7 separate regions of the Mus musculus genome follow, and all the other regions are linked to region 2. A link is a contact called in public promoter capture Hi-C data. All regions are on one chromosome and are shown on one strand. Each heading gives the region's core, a stretch centred on a gene start, on an enhancer-like site or on the middle of the called end of the contact. The rest is flanking DNA. Distances are from core to core; before and after follow the strand shown.

Region 1 (2,700 bases), core at 200-2,699, 2.0 Mb before region 2:
AACAGGCTTTGCTGTCCTCAGGTCTCATCAAAGTCTACACCAGCAGCTGGTTTCTTACTAGAAGACAAGAGTATGTAAATACATAGAAGAAAAGGAAGGGACCAGGGCAGGGGAGACAGGTGGCAAGTACCTTTTGAAGCCAGGGTTAATGAGAGACTCCCCTGGACACCGTCTCCTGACCCCAGGCCCAGAGCTGCCTCTCTGGTGATCAAGTTCTGCCAGAAAATAGGATCAGGGAAATCTTGAACTCCAAAGAACCCTGGCCAGAACTCTGTCCACATGGAAAGATTCTCCCATGAGACATCTGGAGAGGCAGTTCCAGAGAAAGAGCAGCCCCAGCCCACATGCCAGGCCCACCCCTTACCTGGTAAGAACTGAGTGCCTGCTGGCTGGGTGTTCTTCTTGGGGCTAGTGATGGTCTCTTCTGCAGCTAAGAGAGAGTCGTGGCATCTCACTCAATGCCAGGAGGGTCTGCAAAAGCATGCCCCTGAGGGAAGGTACAGGTGCCCACACATACAGTACCTGCCAGCCGCCTCTCTAGGTTGCATACATGCTCTGCCAGGCTGAGAGTCAAAGCCTGCAGCCTGGGGGCTGCCTCCGGGCTGGGCACCTTGGAGAGGTCAAAGGCCAGGGCAGGGGTATCCCCTGAAAGGGTTATCAATGCTCTGTCTTCTTGCAGGCTTACAGTTACTGCCTGCTGTTGGCAGGCTGCCCTAAGGAGGGAGATGTGTGTTATGGCCAGGATGTGTTAGCACTACCCCAAGCTTCTCATTCACATGGCCTCCCTAACTGGAACTCACCTGAACCGGGAATGGATATCTTCAGCCCCACTTAGGCCAAATCGGGCTTTCTGCTGGGAACAAGGAATTGTCACTAACCCCGCCCAGGACCCTGGACCCACTGGACATTCCAAACTGCCCTACCCTGGAAATGCTATTAGAACCACTGCCACGGGGAGGGGGAGGGTGGCAAGCTACCAGCTGTCTCCTATCCCCAGCACTGTTACTCACGAGCCTCGCCAGGCTGTCAGGCGAGAAGCAGGTGCTCCAGAGCTCGGCGGCGTCCGTCACACTGGGTGGGAGGGGCTGTCAGGCACCGTGCCCGCTATGCTCCCGCACCCCACATCCCTAGACTCCACTCACTAGAGGTTGAAGTCGTCGCGGTCCCCGTCTCCACCACTATCCCGCTCGCAGTAGCACACCAGGCGGGGGGAGCCCGAACCCGGCGGCAGAATACAAAGCGGCAGCGACAACAACGGAGGAGCCATGACAGCAGGGCGGTCTCGCCGCAGGAGCCAAGTTAGATGTGGGCTGAGGGCGCCTGCGCAGAAGTACAAACTCGGTGACTCACAATCTAAGGTGTTCGCTCGGCGGCGGAACTTCTGGTTTCTGGAGGGACGGAAGGACGAGGCGATGGGCGGTACTCAAGGTTGACATTGTTTCCGGGTACCAGGCATTAAGTAAGAGGCTGACTAAAGGGCGGGGTTTAGCACGTGGGGCGGGGCGGGAAGCACTCGGAGGGCGGGGCTTAGCGCATTAGCTACTCAGTGCTATTCTGGGCTCTGTTCTTTGGCCCTTGCATCCAAACAGAGATCTACTATGGTCTCACTCCTTGTGCTCTTCCGCTTTTCTGGGTCCTTCTTAGCAACATATCTGCCGCTCTTCAATGCCGGTCTTCTTTCCTATCTATCCCCCAAGGGCTTGTACTGCAGGGCCTCCAAACTGTTGGTCACTTGTCCCTTCCTGTCACTTTAGATATAAACACATCTCTTTCTAAAGCTGAGTTGTAACAAACCAAAATACAAGAGTAAGTACAGTACATGTGGAAACGTTTGGAGATGCAGTTTTCTCCCGGGCAATACCCTCCCATTGTCTGAGTCACCACCCTCTGTGTGATACCTGTCAGCCCTGAGGACACCTTCACCAACAGGAGGTCTCTGGAACCTGAGATCTAATGGGAGAGATGACTAGTCCGACAGGACAGCACTCACACTGCAGCAAATGCTCATGAGAATCCACACAGGGCCTGCATAGTAGGGGCTGATGCCACCTGCAGAGAATGGAGCCCAGCAAAGGGTGTGCTCAGGAGGAGGCCTGATGGGAACAGAAGTCTTCCCAAGGCTGTGGAAGAGGGCTAGCATGAACCTATGAGAACCATGGTGAGAGTGGTTAGTAACTTGGTGAACTGTGCTAACATTTGAAAAGTGCCATCAGCCAAACATACTCAATTCCCACTTTCCTCTAGTTTTGCTCAACCCTGCTGAGGCTCCGGACTAGAGCCTTTGCGTGCATGGGTTTTTGCCTGTCTCCAGCCGGGTGTACTTACCTGTAGTTCTTTTGAAAGTGTCCTCTTGAGGATCCATGTAGAACATTTCACCTCTGCTCAAGTCTCCATCCCTCTCTCCCATGTCTTACTTTCCCTGCTTTTCACTGTGTACCGTACATCCTGGTTTTAGGAGTTTCTGGCTCAGCCTTGATGTCTGCCTGCATCTCCACCATTGTCTGACCCCCTCCTAGAAGCTGCATCTAAGGTCTTGCTTCTATTCTAGCCACTGGAATATGGCAGAAATGATGTCTGTCATTTCTCCCATCCCTACTGCATTGCTCACCACAGCACAAGGCAACCCAGGAAAACCTTTGATATTAAAGTATGGAGGCCTGCCTGTGCCAGAGCCAGAGCCAGAGCCAGAGCCAGAGCCAG
Region 2 (2,700 bases), core at 102-2,601:
AAAGTGTGAAAATAGAACTTATGCAGAAAAATGATGGACACGGGGTCACAGTGTTTGGTCGGGTGTAATAGGAGTGTATGCTGAATTTTCCTGGGGCTTTAGGACAATTCAAATGAGCAGTATGTGGAATGGCGGAATTTCGCAGCTACTTTTGAAATGATGCATCCCACACCACATTAAATAAATTGAAAACAAATGTGCCCATCATCTGAGTGGGATGTCAATAATAACAGCAATAGGTCTGAGAAGGAAACTGCACAAAGAAAATAAGGACTGAAGACAAAGCTTAGCCTTAGAGCACTTGCCTAACATGCCCAAGGCCGTGGCGTCAAACTCCAGACCACAAAAGCTCCAACCCAAACATAAAATTAATCCCAGCACTGTGGGAAGCAGAGGCAGGTGGATTTCTGAGTTCGAGGCCAGCCTGGTCTACAAAGTGAGTTCCAGGGCAGCCAGGGCTATACAGAGAAACTCTGTCTCGAAAAAACAAAAAAAGAAAGAAAGAAAGAGAGAGACGGAGGGAGGGAGGGAGGGAGGGAGGGAGGGAGGGAGGGAGAGAGAGAGAGAGAGAGAGAGAGAGAGAGAGAGAGAGAGAGAGAGAGAAAGAAAGAAAGAAAGAAAGAAAGAAAGAAAGAAAGAAAGAAAGAAAGAAAGAAAGAAAGAAAGAAAGAAAACCTCAGAAACCATGTTAGGATCGAGAACTGGGAAGGTGCCTAATGCTAACTCCTAATCCCTCTTCAGCATCTCCTCCAGGTTTCCTAGCCGCTCCTCACCCTCCATGCTCCTCCTTACAATGCCCCCAAGCTCTTCTCCCCAGCTCTTAGCCCCATCTCCCTCCCAGTCCTGACTCCAGAGTGTCTTCCCCAGGCTCCTTTTCTATCCTGGCTTCTCCCTTTGTGTTTACCACCCCCTCCACTCTGCAATGCCCACTCTGCTTCCCCCAAACGCCTCTTCTTCCTCTGCCTCTTCAGGCTCCTCCTCTCAATCCTCATCCTCTCCTCCCTAGCTCTGTCTTCTCCTAGCATTCCTTTCATGCTCCCCCCTCCAGAGCCTCCCCATCTCCTAGATTCTTCCCCCACTACACACTCCCAAATTTCTCGGGATCCTCCTCTCTCTCCACTCTCTCCTTATCCTGGATCTCGCTCTGCCTCTTTCTCCGGCTCCTCCTCTCTTCAAGCTCCTCCCCTCTCCCTTTTCTCTGGATCTCCTCCTCCCCCTATTCTCTCCGCCCCCTAACCTAAGTTCTCTCCAAGCTCCCCCTCCCACTCCAGTCCTTCCCCTTTCCTTCCCCACCGCCCTCTGGACGCTCCTCCTCTCCCTCTAGGTCTTTGGCCCCGCCCACAGAATGATCGATGTGTCCGTCTGCAGGCTGGTCCTCGGTGCTCGGCTCGCCACGCCTGCGACGCTGCCATGGAGACGTAGCCGCGGCCTCCTGGCTCTGCCCGGGACCTGGATCCCTTGCGTCAGCAGGCCCACGCGTGTCCGCGAGCGCCGGTGGCAAAGTCTGCTTCGCTGGAGCATCCGGGCAAGCGGTGACTTTGCTGGCCGCTGGGGCGTAGGGCTCGCATCCTTCCTCCTTCCAGTAGCTCTCTACTCCATAGCTGAGGACCGCTTCTCTCACCAGCGGAGAGGAGACCCTGGGACCGCCAACCGTCTGTGGGTTATTAAGGGACCTGCGATTGTCCATCCGCCTCATCCTTCCGCTCAGCTCAGCTCAGCAAGCTGCATCCGTGAGTAACCTCGCTTGAACACTCTGGCCCATAGAGGCTGCTCCTGGTGGTGAGGCCCATGCTGGGCCTGTCCCCGACTCCCCTCCCCTTCCGACAGTTTCTTCCCTTTGTAGTGTCACCCTTGGTAAGAGTGGAAGACTGGCTAGAAGAAAGGACCTGAACCAACGCTTAGTCCACATCCCCATTGTGTTTTGAGCGGGGTGGACAGGCCAGCCCCTGCTGCAGACACCCTGGATACATCTCTTTGAGCTCAGCAGTATTGCAGCGGCAGTGGACACCTGATAAGCTTCCCAGGAGTGGTGTGGAGTCACTGTCAACACTAGAGCACTTTGTCTGGAATGGCTCTCACGTGGCTCCTGAATGGTCAGAGATGTGTCTTGGATTCTCCTGCCCTCCTGAGGATCTTGCCTATGGAAGGTCTAAGTTACCTACTTTCACTATTAAGTTGAACAAGGACTCCCAAACCCAACAGCCATCAAGGTTGTTGGCCAACTAGTTACAAAGCACAGCAGCCGGCTGTTCCTGGCCTAGGAGGAAAGCCAGGTGTGCAGGACGCTGGGCCTGTGGGATGAGTGGGCGAGTCCCGCTGGCAGAAAAGGCCCTGTCAGAATCCTATGCCCGCCTCCGGTACAGGGATACGTCCTTGCTCATTTGGCAACAAGAGCAGCAGAAGTTGGAGTCTGTACCACCTAGTACATACCTGAGCAGAAGCCGCAGCATGTGGTACTCCCAGTATGGAAATGAGGCCATCTTAGTTCGAGACAAAAACCAGCTTGGGGTCTCTAGGGACACTGGCCAGTCTAAGTTTTGCTCAATCATGTAATTCCAGGGAGAAGACCCTTGATGGCCATGAAGATCAAGCCGTGGTATAAAAACGCAACACCCAAGAATGTCATCCAACACTTTATTAGGGGCACAACAGGTACCTAGATGCTCCTCTCACTGCCCAAGCCCAGGAAATGCTTCCAAA
Region 3 (2,700 bases), core at 13-2,512, 1.8 Mb before region 2:
AACATAGATTCCAAAGAACACAAACCACTGAATATTTGACTCAATTCTCTTCCTCAGTCAAGAGAAATACAAACTTCCAAGTTAACACACATACACTGTTTGCTTCTAAATTTGCACAAAAAATCCTCCTAGTAAGTTTCATAATGTTACATTATTACCTAAATATCACTGACCCTGTGAGGCACAGCTTACAGTGAACTGTGTGTATGTGCCAGTGCATGTATGTGTGCGCGCACGCGCTTCAAAAATGTTGCAGTATAGAAATAGTTTAGAAGTAAACAATATCAGACCACGACATTGCCCAAGAATCTTTTGATTGTTCAACCTGCAAATGGAAAAACTCTAAAGAGGTCAAGAGAACCGTGTGCTTCTCGCTGCACAACATACATAATTTATAACGAAGGGCAGAGCGGACTTTTCTTCTTGTGGGGTCAGGGATGCAGAGTTAAGAGCCTCTTGAAATTAAAAAAAAAAAAAAAGCATATCCCTTACAAAACAAAAAACAAAAAAACAAAATCAAGGCTCAAGGCCCACAGGCGACCGACTTTCAGGAGCCTCCGACTTTCAGGAGCCTCAAGTGAGAGCAGGCGCGGGGGGCGGAGAGGAGGCAGGCACACGCAGCCCCGCGCGCGCACCCTCGGGTTATGTAATGGTCTCTCTCCGCAGGGTACCCGCGCCAATCAGGGTCCTCCACCGCTGCTCCGCTAGTGTCGCCGCACAGCTGTTCTCTGGAGGTCTCCTGTCAGGTGATGTCCCTCAAGGAACGACCACTACTCAGAACCCAGGGACCCGTCCGCCCCTACCCTCTGATTCTTCCAGACCCTAGTAGGCTGGGTGGCCGCCCCGGGCCCTGCCAGCCGCCCCGGCCTGCCCGACGGCGCGGCCCGCACTCACTGTTATACTGAACCCCCTTAGCGAAGCGCCTCTGCAGCGCCTGGTTCATGGACTGCAGCCCGGCGGGGATGTTCTTGTCCCGGCCTGGGGCCTGCTCCGACCCCACCAGCTTCTTCAACGCGGAGAACATGTTCCTGCTGGACGTGCGAGCCGGGCTGGCCTGCGAGCTCAGCAGCGGCAGCAGCACAGCGCACCCCGCACCATGTCCGGCCGGCCCAGGCTTCCCCCGAGGCCGGAGCGGGCGCGGCCTCGAGCGAGGTTCTGGGGCCTCAGCCTCTGTGGCTCCGCTCCGGCTTCCACGGCCCTCGGCGCGGCAGCCAGGCACCCGTCAGCGCCGCCATCTTGGCGCCGGCGCGGCTACGGGACGCTAAAAGGGACACGTAGCCGCCGCATGCGCAGAGAGCGCACTAGGTCCCGCCCTTTTCTAGCATCTCCACCTCGCCGCCACCAACCCCCTCTGGTCCAACGATCAGCTTCCCGGTCCTCAAGAGTCCCGAGGTTTCTCCTTCCTCTAGTGTAGTTCTGGAAAAATGTTTATTTCTGTACTACAGCCCAGACAGGTTTACTTTTTCTTCTTTTTGGCTCCCTTGAGCTTCGCCTCGATCAGCTGTTGGGCCTGTTTCTTTATCTCCGCCCGCGAAGGGACGTAACTATGGTCCACATCCGCAAACTGGAAGGTTTCTGAACAGGCAAGAAAAGGAGTGGCTGCCACCCTCTTTCCAGAAGCCTCCCACCTCTACCTGTTGGCGTTTGCTGCCATAGGCCATCTCCTGCCGGGAGCTCATTTCAGACATGTATCAATGACTGGAGACCCCTGCCCTAAGTCACCTAAGGCCAGGTGCCAGACAACTAGGATTTGCCAAGATTATCCACACTAGCTGTCCTTATCCTTTCACCCCACCTTGCCTCTGTAGCAGAAATTCTTCTAAAAGTTCGGTCTGGGCTCCCTTCTGGCCCATCCCATGATATACGTCCCTTTTGTCTCAGAAAAAGAAACCTCTGTAACGTCTATCGATTAAAACCTTTCCCTTCAGCGCCCAGTCACCATGTATGCCATCTCTTGTCTTGAGTTCAGACCCTATCTAGTTGCAGCTATTGTTCTTGTCGTCCTTCTCCATCTTCCTGTGGCCGGCATGTAGAGCCTCACCTATCATGTCCTCCTCTGGGTCCTCAAAGGTAATTCTGGTATTATGTTTCTCTTTTAGAGTTGATGACTCCAAGGTGTCCCTCACCTTTGTGTCAACCTGCAGGGCAGCACCCATTATCATCTTGGAGAGCACATGGGCTTTGTGGGGACCCCTCCATGGCCCAGGGTTACCTCCTCATTTCTGGACAACGTTTGCATGCGCTCAGCCAGGTAGATAAGCTTTCCCTCACAATAATCCAGCTTGCCGTACACATCAAGAGTGTTAGAGACTGCTATTTCTTTCTGTGGGTCAGAGGAGCAGCTGGTTTTCCTGTGGTCCCACACAGGGACCCTGTACACAGCATCTCCTCCCCGGGGGCTGATACCTGGAAGGTTGGCAAGGTGATGCCGATGAGCCGGATGTAGAGGTTGTCAATACCTGTCTGGATGACCAGCAGCAGCTGCTGGCCCTTATTCATGTTGTTTTGGGCCTGCTTGAGTCTTGCTTCTTCCTCTTCTAGCATGTTCTTCATCTTCTTCTGGATAGAGTTAAAGCTATGGGGGAGGTAAGCACAGCAGTGAGGAGGAGGAGGGCACAGCAGTGAGGAGGAGAAGGAGGGCACAGCAGTGAGGAGGAGAAGGAGGGCACAGCAGTGAGGAGGAGGAGGAGGTGGGCACAG
Region 4 (2,700 bases), core at 92-2,591, 1.9 Mb before region 2:
CCCAAAGTCCTCGGTGTAGAAAGTGCGGGCTCCAGGGTGCGCCCGGGGCTCTTCTGGGACATACCGGGGAACGAAAGGCATACCGTAGGCTCGAGTTGTCTCCCCGTAGTAGGAGCGGGAGGGGGGCTCCTGGATCGGGAAGGTGCGTACTTCGCCAGCATAGTAGCTGCCCCCACGCCTTGGACTGGGTCTAGGGGGTTCTTCGGACAAGTAGGGCCTGGAACAGTAGCCATCAAAGGGAAGGCCGGGGCTTGTGGTAAAGCTGCCTGCGTAGCCCTCTGGCTCCTCGGTGTAGAAGAATTGGGTGGGACCTGGAGGCGTTGTGAAGGGTTGACTGCGGTGCTCCAAGTAGTCCCGGGGCCCAGGCAGTGGCCCGTCACAGTACAGAGTTCTGGGGTCAGTACAGTACAAGTCACTGGGGGTAGGAGTGCGTGACAGGGCCACGTGGCGAGGGCCGGGAACTGTGAGGCCATGGAACTGTGGAGCTGTGCGAGCCCAGGACGTCGTCTCTCTAGGTGCGCAAGATCGCGAGCTTCGGGCGGCGTGCTGCAGCACTGCCTCGTCCGGCTTGATGTCCAAACGGCAGCGGACATGGGGGACAGGTCCAGAGGGTGGTTCCGGTGGTGCGCAGCGGCCTGGGGTGGCGCATAGAGGCGCGATGCGTCCGGGGCCTCCCCGCTGTGGCTGGAGCTTGATGGGGTGCAGCTCATTAGCGAGAGCTCTCAGCGCAGGATACGAGGGCTCCCGGCGCGGCGACCCCTCCACCCGCACTGCACGCTGGGCTTCCCGACCTCTGCGTTGCAGTACGGGCGGCGAAGCTGGAGCAGTCGCCAGGCCTTGGGACGCACGGGGCGCGCTCTTGGAACGGGTGCGGCGCCGAGGCTCGCTGTCTCTGGGTCGGGCGCGCGGTGGCGCAGGTTCAGGAGGTGGCGGCTCTGGGTGTGTCTCCATGGTGGGCTCGTCCAGTGCCTCTAAGAAGTCAAAACTACGGCAGTGGCGCTTGTTGAAAGGCGTGGGCGCAGCAGGCCGGGCCACGGATCGCTCACATGGCTGGCGTTTGGACGTGAGCCCTGGGTCCACCACCTTGATGTCCTGGTACACGGTCGACACCAGCAAGTCCGGCGGGTCCGTGCGGGTCATCTTAAAAGACGTCCCCAGGCTGGCAGCTCCAGTCACACGGCCTTTCGGGGATTTTGCCCTGGGAGGAGATACCGGTCAGGGCAGCCTCCTCTGCACCCCAAGCCCTTTACCCCACCCCACCCCACGTGCTGGTCCGGCTTACCTGGGGCATAGGGGATGGTGCAGCCTTGGCTGCAGGTCATGGTCAAGGCTTCTGGTGCTGCCTCCATGCCTATGTTAGATGTACCTGCAGGAGAAAGCTCACAGTCCATGCGACCTGTGGGGTAGATGGGCCAGGAGAATTTAGGCTACTGTGGACCTTCTTTGTAGAGGGAACTCCTGAGTTAAACCTGCCAGGCATTCTCTCCCCCTACTAGGGTCGGTTGGGCAGGCTTAGGTAGATCAAAGCGGGACGTGATCTCAGCACTACTGCCCTCTGGTGCCTACAGTTGGAACGATGCACTTTTAGATTTCCTTACAGGTAGACCCTCTGATAATGCAGAGTCCCAGGTGAGTCAATGAATGGTTCCTGCCTGCCGACTAGGCTGGGCAGAGAACTCTTCTCCTAGCACTCAAGTCCTTTTTAACTAAGCGTAAGTCCCCTCAACTCGATGAGGTCCTAGGCAGAGGAATGATCCCAGAGTTTTCTTGGGTCTCAAATCCCTCTTCCTTTTGCATAAATCTTGGACCCCAGTTGCTTGAATGAAACCCACCAAGCTTGCTGGAACAGAGAAGGCTACAGCAAGACTCTCCTGCTTTGCAGAATTGCACATGGACCCTTCCCCCACCCCCAGTGTGTGCTAAAGCCAGGTTTAGGCTACAGAACCACGTGGGGCCATGTGAGCCACGAGTTCATGGTGTCCTTCCTCTAAGCTGAAAACTACCACTAGTGTACCAAGCCAGGAGGCTGCTAGCTAGGAGGAGGCAGAGGAGAGGGCGGGAAAGCCCCTCCCCAGGACAGAGTCCTTCCCACTCTGGCTTTGGAAAGCTCCATGGAAACGTGTGGTTGTTCATCCCTGGAGCTATGGGCTGAAAACGATCTAGGCTAATGTTCAGATGTGGGCCACCAGTGTCTGTGGTCTCCAGGGCCTGGAGCTGGCTAGAGAAAGAGGGTTTAAGAAGGCGATCACACACACACACACACACACACACACACACACCCTCCCCCCATAATGCACCTACTCCCAGGACATCTGCTCCAGAGGAAGTTGAGAGTGTGTTGGGGCCTGGCAGGACTTGTAAGTGGATGGGCCTTTCGGGTCTCTAGTCCAGGTGTACAAGGGGCTGTTAGAGGGGTGCTCTTTGGAGTCAGAGCTACTAAGTACCAAGGCTTGTTCCAAACCCAGGTTCATGCCGACCCTATTAAGACCCCTTTCATTCTAAACTCAGTGCCAGGTCAGAGTTTGGGTGAGATGACAGGGTCTGAGGCTCCGCCCCAGGAAGGTGACAGTCGGCTTTGCTGGCTGCAGCTGTCAGGAGCAGTGCACTGTGACACACGCTCCCTTTGGGATGGGGTTGGGGCTTGCTCTTGTATCCTAGGTATTTTGAAGGCCCTTCCCAAATAGCAGTCCTGCTTTGGCC
Region 5 (2,700 bases), core at 112-2,611, 1.9 Mb after region 2:
GAACAAGAACTTGGCAGGGCAGTGGTGGCACACGCCTTTAATCCCAGCACTTGGGAGGCAGAGGCAGGTGGATTTCTGAGTTCAAGGCCAGCCTGGTCTACAGAGTGAGTTCCAGGGCAGTCAGGGCTACACAGAGGAACCCTGTCTCGAAAAACCAAACAAAAACAAACCAAACAAAAAGAACAAGAACTTATTCTTTTTTTTTTCTTTTAAGATTTATTTTTATTTTATGTATGTGAGTACACTGTAGCTGACTTCAGATGCACCAGAAGAGGGCATCTGATCCCACTGCAGATGGTTGTGAGCCACCATGTGGTTGCTGGGAATTGAACTTAGGACCTCTGAAAGAGCAGTCAGTGCTCTTAATCGTTGAGCCATCTCTCTAGTCCCAGGAACTTATTCTTAATTACAAATAAAAACCCTAACTTGCAAGGACTTAACATGAGGCAAATAGAACTTATTCTTTAATTACAAACAGAAACTTTAGCCTGCACAGGACAGAGGAACTTATTCTTAACTGTCTTAACTGCAAACAGATCCCCTAAGCTGCAAGGTCTATTTTCCCTGTTTTGATCTTCCATTAACTTGAAAGGTATATTGTCCATTTTGATGTCACAGTATATATCAATTTGTATCATATATAATCACATTTTGCTTATTTGCTTATACGTTGGTAGATATCTGGCTCCTTTCACACTTGACTATAGTGAATGAGGTTGCGGTGGATATGGAAGTACAAACATCTCATTTAGACACTGCTTTCAATTCTTTTGGACACATACCATAATTTCTATTATTATTATTATTGTTAATTTACTTTTTGGACACAGGTCCTCATGTAGCCCAAATGTTTTCTATTTCCTTTTAAGTTTCATAAAGAAAAACGTTTTGAAACTATATAGAATACCTTGCTGTTTCGAAAAAACATCAATTGATTCATACCTTAACCAATTATTTAGGCTGCCAAGTGGCAGTTTTCTTGTATCACTCTGCCTTCATTTATGTGTTGGCATTTTACTACAGGTAAGAGAGTTCTTCCCCTTTATTTATGAATATGGACTCATTCATGTACTCTGGGGACATTTTATTGTTTTGAGAAATTCCTATGTGACTGTTCAAATTTTGGAGATACACAGTGGGCTTCTGCATTTCTTTGTCATTCACTATTAAGCAAAAGGAGAGGACAAAATGACTTCCCTAGATGGAGATCATAACTTGTGGTCAACTCTCTCATTCAGTCAGACTGGCGCTGTTTTTCCAAGTTCGCTAGAGCTTCCTGGATGGGAGCCACGTCGCAAACTACACATCCCAATACCCTCCTAGGACAACGTCATCACGAAGCGCCGCGCGCCGCTCAGGCTGTGGACTCTGGAAAGCCGGCTGTGACAGCTGCAACATGGCGGACGTGCTGAGCGTTGGTGTGAACCTGGAGGCCTTTTCGCAGGCTATTAGCGCCATCCAGGCGCTACGCTCTAGCGTGAGTAGGGTCTTCGACTGCCTTAAGGATGGCATGCGCAACAAAGAGACGCTGGAGGGCCGCGAGAAGGCCTTCATCGCGAACTTCCAGGACAACTTGCATTCCGTCAACCGGGACCTCAAGTAGGTACTGGCTGAAAGGATCGGGGTTGAGGACCCTTCTGGCACCTGTCCCGCCCGGATCCCGCGCCAGTCTGCCCAGTCACGGGCCTCTCTCCTTTATTCACAGTCCGCTGTCACTTTCGCTCATCTCCCGGTCCTAGTCAGCCTCTCAGGGACTCCTTGTCTCCCGTCCCGTTACCTAGTATTCATTCTGTTGGCCATTTCGTCCTGGTTGTCATCTGTGGTCCTCGGTTCCCGCTGTAGTGGTCCTATCTGATGAGGAAACCTCTTCTCAGGAACTTCCACCTCGTCGATCTTATCAGACCTTTTCCTTGGGCTCCATCACATCGGGCCAGTCTCCCCATCAACACTGTCCCAGGCCCAATTACGTACCTCTCGATCCGATGAGCTCCAGTTCCCATCCTCAGAGCCTAGAATTCATCAGTTCCACCTCACCTCATTCTCAGACTACCTCCGTTACCTTTGCCTCTTTCCATTTCCCCTCCGAAGCCACCTGCTCCTCACTGCCAGTCACCATCATTCCTTTTGTTTAGCTCTTTTCTCGAGAGATACAGTCTTACATCTATTAGGATGTTTAAGAGGAAGAATTTATTTAGGTTCAGTTTCAGAGGACTCAGTTCACTACAACGGGAAAGGAATGTTTGAGCAGGTTAACCCCTAATAATTGGGGATTACATATTTCCCTCACGGGACTCCTTTTACATCATTAGTGTATTAAGAGTTTGCTGAGAAGACATTACTCAGATGCCATGCATAGAAGGCACTTTGGATTTTGAGACAGGGATTCTCAGGGTAACAGTCTTGGTTGTCCTGGAATTCAATTTGTAGACCAGGATGGCCTCAAACTCACAAGAGATCCTCCTGCCTCTGCCTCTCTGGATTAATCTGCTGGGATTAAAGGTGTGTGCCACCACACACAGTTTAGTAGGCATGTCTTCTGTGCCTGAACTTGTGTTTTCTTCCTGTCTTAGAAATTAGAATGGAAGGACTTGAGGTCTCCCCCCCCCCCCCAGACAGGGTTTCTCTGTATAGCCCTGGCTGTCCTGGAACTCACTCTGTAGACCAGGCTGGCCTCAAACTCAGAAATCTGCCTGCCTCTGC
Region 6 (2,700 bases), core at 50-2,549, 1.8 Mb before region 2:
CCCTGGAGGAATACAGCATACTAGCCTTGTCCCAGAGCTGGAATCCTGCCACATCCTCTCCTGTACCCCTCCCAGCTTCCAGCCTCTCCCCTAGTCTGTGAGCCCCCAACATTCTGATATGCATAATGATCCGGGGAGACTTTGGGGACCCCTGAAGTAGTGCTTCTGGGAACACCCACCTTTCTTTGTATTCAAGACTCCCCTTAAGCCAACAAGACCCTAATCCCATATTGCTCCATGTGGAGCTGTCCTTCCTGGTCCCTTCCTAAGGAGACTTGTTTACTAGGCTCACCTTTAACTCCCGGGGGCCCCATGGTTCCTGGCTCTCCTGTAGACAGAAGGGGCATTCTTACAGTGCTGGTTCTTTTTCACTTCAGTGTGTGTGTGTGTGTGTGTGTGTGTGTGTGTGTGTATCCACCTATGTGTCCATCCATGCGAGCAGAACTTGTAGGAGAGAGATCTGAATGCCCAGCCTGTAGGAAGGGGGCAGGCATGCATCTGGACATAGGGGAGGATGGTGTGTGGGCTCAGGTGCTACTGGCACCACTCTCAAGACCTGTCTGGATCTTAGGCAGATAGACCCATGTGAGAATTCCCTCTTACCTTTGCTGCCGGCAGGTCCCATCTTTCCTGGGCTGCCCTGAAAGCCCCGTTCTCCTGTAAACACAAGGACTAAACTGGATCTCATCTCCTAGGTAGGATTGGAGGGAGCTGGGCCAAGGGGAGGCTAAGGGGAATCCCTCTCCCATCCAGATTGCTACCTCTTCCAGCAGGGCTTCCAGGCTCCCCTTTGGGCCCAGGTGGGCCAGGAAAGCCAGGGCAACTTTGGATGACAACCACCTTGTCCTGGGCCCCCAGACCTACGACCTTAACATCTGCATAGAAAAAAAAAAAAGAGGGGTGGCTTTGGAGCAGCATTGAAAACCACAGCTCTCCGTACCCACTAGCATTCATGCAGCCTGTCTCTGGATGTGTTTTCAGGCTGCCCTTCTAAAATGTCCCATCTCCTGCTGCCACATGTGCAGGCATATGCAGGTATGTGTGTGCCCACACTTCTGAGCAGACCCCTCTCACCTGGACAGGCACCTCTCTCCTGACCCAGGGCCTGGGAGGGACAGAGACAGAGCAGTCCTGAAAAGGCCCACAGCGTAGGCCACTGCATTGCTCTGGGTACAGCAGCCACTCCTTGACTCCCTGGCTCTGGACGGAGGCTGAGGCACTGATGAACGAAGTGAAGACCCTCACTGCCTGGATTCCTCACGGCTCAGCTTTTTCTCCTGAGAAGGAGTGCAAGTTAAAACCAGGCACACTTCCTGTGTGTCACCAGATGGCCAGCGCCACACCCAGCAGTTCCCTGTAGCACATGAGTACAGTACTCACACACTCAGCACACTTTCCCAGTCAGCACTGGGGATTCGGGGCATGAGGACACCACCTCCTTCTCTTCCTTCTCCACCTTCCTCTTCCTCCTCTACCTTCCTCTTCTGCTTCTCTCCAAAGAATAGATTCCCAAAGAACTAGCTCAGAAAGGCAAGGCTGGCCAAAGGCGCCTACTGAGCTCCCAGAGCCAAATGCTGAACCTCTCAGCCTCCCATCCATGGATAGCAGACAGAAGAAGCCTTCCTGAGAGAGTGTGAGGCACTGGCTGGGCCATGAAAGAGCTGAGCCTGGCCCTCCAAGCCAGCAGAACCCTCGTTCTCACTACCCTGCCTACATCCTTTTTTTTTTTTTTTTTAGATTTATTTATTTTATGTATATGAGTGCTCTATTTGCATGTACACCTGGATGCCAGAAGAGGGCATCAGATCCCATTACAGATGATTGTGAGCCACCACATGGTTTCTGGATATTGAACTCAGGACCTCTGGAAGAGCAGGCAGTGCTCTTAACCTCTGAGCCATCTCTCCAGTCCTGCCCTGTATACCTTAATACCTACCTACTGCAAAGTCTGGCATCGGCCTGGCTAGGGTTTATAGTGAGCAGGGAATCCATAGGGACCTGAGTGCCTGCAGGCCAGACTAGGCCAGCTATGCTCCCCCATTCCTTCCCCAGCACGCCTCCAGGCTGCTGACCTCCCTCTGTCCCTCCAGGCCGCTGACCTCCCTCTGTCCCTCCAGGCTGCTGACCTCCCTCTGTCCCTCCAGGCCACTGACCTCCCTCTGTCCCTCCAGGTCGCTGACCTCCCTCTGTCCCTCCAGGCTGCTGACCTCCCTCTGTCCCTCTAGGCTGCTGACCTCCCTCTGTCCCTCCAGGCTGCTGACCTCCCTCTGTCCCTCCAGGCTGCTGACCTCCCTCTGTCCTCACTGGCACCAGTTCCTACAGGAAGTGCTCTTTCCTGCCCCAGGCCTGAACCCTGAGGTTCATCGGAGTAGCCAGCTCTCTAACAGCAATGGCTTCCCCCATCTCCAACTGCAGCAAGCTGAGCACAGCCCAGGCGGTAGGTGTTTTAAAAATAACAAGTCTAGGGATGTAAATGAATAAAATAATTCATTAAAAAATGTTAAACCTAAAAGAGTCTAACTTTTCCAGCGTTATCCCCTTTCAGCCAACTTTACACCTGCATCATTTTTTTTTTAGATTTTATTTTTATTTCTGTTTAAAGATTATTACTTTATGCGTAATGGGTGTTTTGCCTGCACATATGTCTGTGTACTAACTGCATGCCTAGTGTCCATGGAGGCCAGAAGAGGGTGTTGCATC
Region 7 (2,700 bases), core at 50-2,549, 1.7 Mb before region 2:
TGTCCAGAAACCAGAAATGTTCTTGAAATCATTATTTTTCCTTTCTAAAAATTTGATATAAAATAAGGAAAGAAAAGAGAAAATAGGTTAGATCTTTTAATTTTTTTTAAAGAATTCTGTGTTATGGATTTTCTTGTTTGTTTGAGCCAAGTTCTCACTATGTAGACCAGGATATCCTGGAACTTACTATGTAGCCCAGCCATGGTAATCCTCCTGCCTCAGCCTTCCAATGTATGAGCTGCCTTGACTGCTTGGCATTATGTAATATTTAATCATAAAGTGTTTTAGAAGTTTAATTCATGCCTAAATTTAATGTGTAGCTCACACATATTTGTATCTACATTTTAGAAAATTTGCAGGAGCCATTCATAGATGCAAGCATCATATACTCATTACAGGTGTGTGGGATGATGCTGGAGATGGTCTCTGTAGTTAAGATCTCTCGCAGAGATCCAGAGGTCCTGGGCCTTAGTTCGCAGCACTCACACAGAGGCTCACACTGTCCTGACACAGTTCCAGGGGATCAGTCTTCCTCTTTGGGTCTCCATGGGGACTGGGCATGTAGGTGATGATGCACTTACATATATGCAGGCAAATCATTCATACACTTAAAATGATATAAATAAATAAAAAAAATAGTGTAGCTTTAAGAAAACCCTTGAAGACCCGAAGCAAGTATGCCACCACAGAGATCCTTGAACGCGGGTTTATTACGGACATTTCCACAATAGCTGTTCCGGAACCAAGGTGTCCATCGTCAGAGGAACGGACAATAAAGATGTGGTTCGTATGTGGAAGTGGAACATTTTCAGTCATAAATGAGAGCAAAGAGTGTCATTTGCAAGAAATGGATGGAATTGGAGAGTATCATATTAAATGAATTAAGTCAGTCTCAGAGAGACAAGATCTTTGCTTTTTTCATCCATGGGTTCTCGATTTCATAGGTACATGAAATCACACGTGTTACAAATGACATGAAAGTAGAAGAGTCACTGGGCGAACGAAGAGGACTGAGAGGTGGAGAGGTAGACACTAGCAGGAAATGAGTGAGAGTATGCGGAGAATAGGTTATCTGCGTCCACGAAAATGTATCCTGTGCACGTAGGATGCAGCGCCTATAGCCCCTCTCCGTAAGGTGGCGCGATACTTTGAGCGTGGCGTCTGGCGACGAGCTGACGCCTCCTCCCTCCGCTGCAGCCGGAGACCGAGCCTGGTGAAGGGACTGTCGGGATTGTCGGAAGTGAGGGTCTGGGAAGGGGAGTGGTTCGGGGCTGCTGCGCAGCGCGCCAGGTTTCCGCAGCAGCCCTGCACCCCTCCGGGTCGCCTCCAAACGCAACGCCGCGACCATGCCCCTCCACGTGAGCCTCGCTAACGGCAACCGCGACCTGGACTATGACTCGGTGCAGCCATACTTCATGTGCGACGATGAGGAGGAGGACGTGCACCACCAGCAGCCGCCGCAGCCGCCAGCGCCCAGCGAGGACATCTGGAAGAAATTCGAGCTGCTGCCCACGCCGCGCCCGTCCCCGGGCCACGCCGGGCTCTACTCGCCTCCCTGCGAAGCGGTCGCCGTGTCTTTCGCCCCCAGGGACCACGACGGTGATAGCTTCTCCATCGCAGACCTGCCCGAGCTGCCAGGAGGAGACGCGGTGAAGCAGAGCTTCGTCTGCGACCCGGATGACGAGACCTTCGTGAAGAACATCATCCTGCAGGACTGTATGTGGAATGGCTTCTCGGCCTCCGCCAAGCTGGTCTCCAAGCTGGACCCCTACCAGGCTGTGCGCAAAGAAGGCACCGGCGTGAGCCTGGCCGCCGACGTGGAGCCTGCTACGCCTCCAGACTGCACCTGCAACACCTGAGCGCACAGCACGGGGGGCTTTGGACTGTAAGCTTCAGCCATGTTAACTGCCTCAAATCCTGGGCGTAAGAGAACCCTCCCCTCCCTCTTTTCTTTTTTAAGCTTGCCACCCTTCCTCACTCCCCTTAACAGATTTGTATTTGTTTAAAAAAGGAATCTTAAAGTATATCAATTTTCCAACATCAGCTGGACCCTTAAGTGTAAATAACATCAATAAAAACGTCTTATCAGTTATACAAGATTTTAGGATATGAAATATAAAAAGGTATATTTTCCTTTCAAAAGCTGATTCTTTTTTATTGTTTAAAGAAAATCAAAGTAATTCGGAAATATGTTGAGCCCATGCTTAAAAAAAAAACAGCTTTATGAAACATAGCAAAATAAGGAACCGAGGAGCTACAGACAATACTACTGCTAAAAGTAGACTAAAAGTAAGAAAGGGGAACTTTATGTGACCAAAAAGGAAAAGAAAAAAGAAAGAGGAAAAGACAAAAGATGAGATAGATGCATAAACAAAGTTAGATAGACTGAGGGGTTTTAAACAATTGATATAATTTTAAAAATAAAATAAAGGTACTACTGAAGCATAGCAAAAAGGTGAATCAGGAGAGGCAGGAAAAAACAAACAAACAAACAAAAAAAACCTCCAGAGTACCGGTGCCTCGCCTCTCTGGCTCCTCTGTCTTTAGACACTGCTGGGTGTATGCGGGGAGGTGGTGTGGTGGTCACCTGAAGTGGAGACTGTCTCTTACAATTTAGGCTGTTGCTGATCCTACAAGAACCAAGTCAACAGCAGAGCTGTGATCATTAGGTACTTTGCTTGAGCAAGTACCAGGGCCCAC

Evidence for each region. Promoter capture Hi-C pulls out the DNA fragments that hold promoters and counts their contacts.
Region 1: a contact with region 2 is called in a promoter capture Hi-C map of liver, with 4 times the contacts expected there. The contact joins the promoter of Paxx here to the promoter of Brd3os in region 2. A contact is called at or near these places in 6 of 39 promoter capture datasets (the C10 cell line, cranial neural crest, hippocampal neurons and 2 more) and 1 of 115 datasets of contacts at active chromatin or transcription factors (microglia).
Region 3: a promoter capture Hi-C map of hematopoietic stem and progenitor cells shows a contact between it and region 2, with 5 times the contacts expected there. The contact joins the promoter of Rabl6 here to the promoter of Brd3os in region 2. A contact is called at or near these places in 4 of 39 promoter capture datasets (hematopoietic stem and progenitor cells, hippocampal neurons, liver and 1 more).
Region 4: a contact with region 2 is called in a promoter capture Hi-C map of liver, with 7 times the contacts expected there. The contact joins the promoter of Ajm1 here to the promoter of Brd3os in region 2. A contact is called at or near these places in 4 of 39 promoter capture datasets (cranial neural crest, hippocampal neurons, liver and 1 more) and 1 of 115 datasets of contacts at active chromatin or transcription factors (embryonic forebrain).
Region 5: a contact with region 2 is called in a promoter capture Hi-C map of liver, with 4 times the contacts expected there. The contact joins the promoter of Med27 here to the promoter of Brd3os in region 2. A contact is called at or near these places in 3 of 39 promoter capture datasets (embryonic stem cells and liver).
Region 6: a promoter capture Hi-C map of liver shows a contact between it and region 2, with 4 times the contacts expected there. The contact joins the promoter of Fcna here to the promoter of Brd3os in region 2. A contact is called at or near these places in 3 of 39 promoter capture datasets (hippocampal neurons and liver).
Region 7: a promoter capture Hi-C map of liver shows a contact between it and region 2, with 3 times the contacts expected there. The contact joins the promoter of Bmyc here to the promoter of Brd3os in region 2. A contact is called at or near these places in 2 of 39 promoter capture datasets (hippocampal neurons and liver).

What each region holds. Positions count from the first base shown.
Region 1 is chr2:25,459,645-25,462,344 of GRCm38.p6, forward strand. It overlaps Paxx (non-homologous end joining factor), which reads right to left and starts at 1,450. Exons shown (of 7, transcript NM_153557.1): 1 at 1,143-1,450; 2 at 1,011-1,071; 3 at 801-850; 4 at 523-713; 5 at 365-430; 6 at 131-215; 7 at 1-57. The coding sequence starts at 1,267. The coding sequence ends at 18.
Region 2 is chr2:27,441,085-27,443,784 of GRCm38.p6, forward strand. Brd3os (bromodomain containing 3, opposite strand) reads left to right here and starts at 1,352. Exons shown (of 2, transcript NM_001360791.1): 1 at 1,352-1,730; 2 at 1,844-2,700. The coding sequence starts at 2,299. The coding sequence ends at 2,553.
Region 3 is chr2:25,607,219-25,609,918 of GRCm38.p6, forward strand. It overlaps Rabl6 (RAB, member RAS oncogene family-like 6), which reads right to left and starts at 1,263. Exons shown (of 15, transcript NM_001024616.2): 1 at 895-1,263. The coding sequence starts at 1,024. Ccdc183 (coiled-coil domain containing 183) reads right to left here. Exons shown (of 14, transcript NM_029859.1): 11 at 2,407-2,575; 12 at 2,213-2,323; 13 at 2,042-2,138; 14 at 1,411-1,575. The coding sequence ends at 1,457. Fcnaos (a long non-coding RNA gene) reads left to right here and starts at 2,112. Exons shown (of 8, transcript XR_003954003.1): 1 at 2,112-2,251.
Region 4 is chr2:25,578,758-25,581,457 of GRCm38.p6, forward strand. Ajm1 (apical junction component 1) reads right to left here and starts at 1,342. Exons shown (of 1, transcript NM_001005424.2): 1 at 1-1,342. The coding sequence starts at 1,140.
Region 5 is chr2:29,345,449-29,348,148 of GRCm38.p6, forward strand. Med27 (mediator complex subunit 27) reads left to right here and starts at 1,362. Exons shown (of 8, transcript NM_026896.5): 1 at 1,362-1,599. The coding sequence starts at 1,397.
Region 6 is chr2:25,626,675-25,629,374 of GRCm38.p6, forward strand. Fcna (ficolin A) reads right to left here and starts at 1,300. Exons shown (of 10, transcript NM_007995.3): 1 at 1,075-1,300; 2 at 762-875; 3 at 604-657; 4 at 293-328; 5 at 1-2. The coding sequence starts at 1,162. Fcnaos (a long non-coding RNA gene) reads left to right here. Exons shown (of 8, transcript XR_003954003.1): 6 at 2,280-2,437.
Region 7 is chr2:25,705,580-25,708,279 of GRCm38.p6, forward strand. It overlaps Bmyc (brain expressed myelocytomatosis oncogene), which reads left to right and starts at 1,300. Exons shown (of 1, transcript NM_023326.2): 1 at 1,300-2,142. The coding sequence starts at 1,347. The coding sequence ends at 1,859.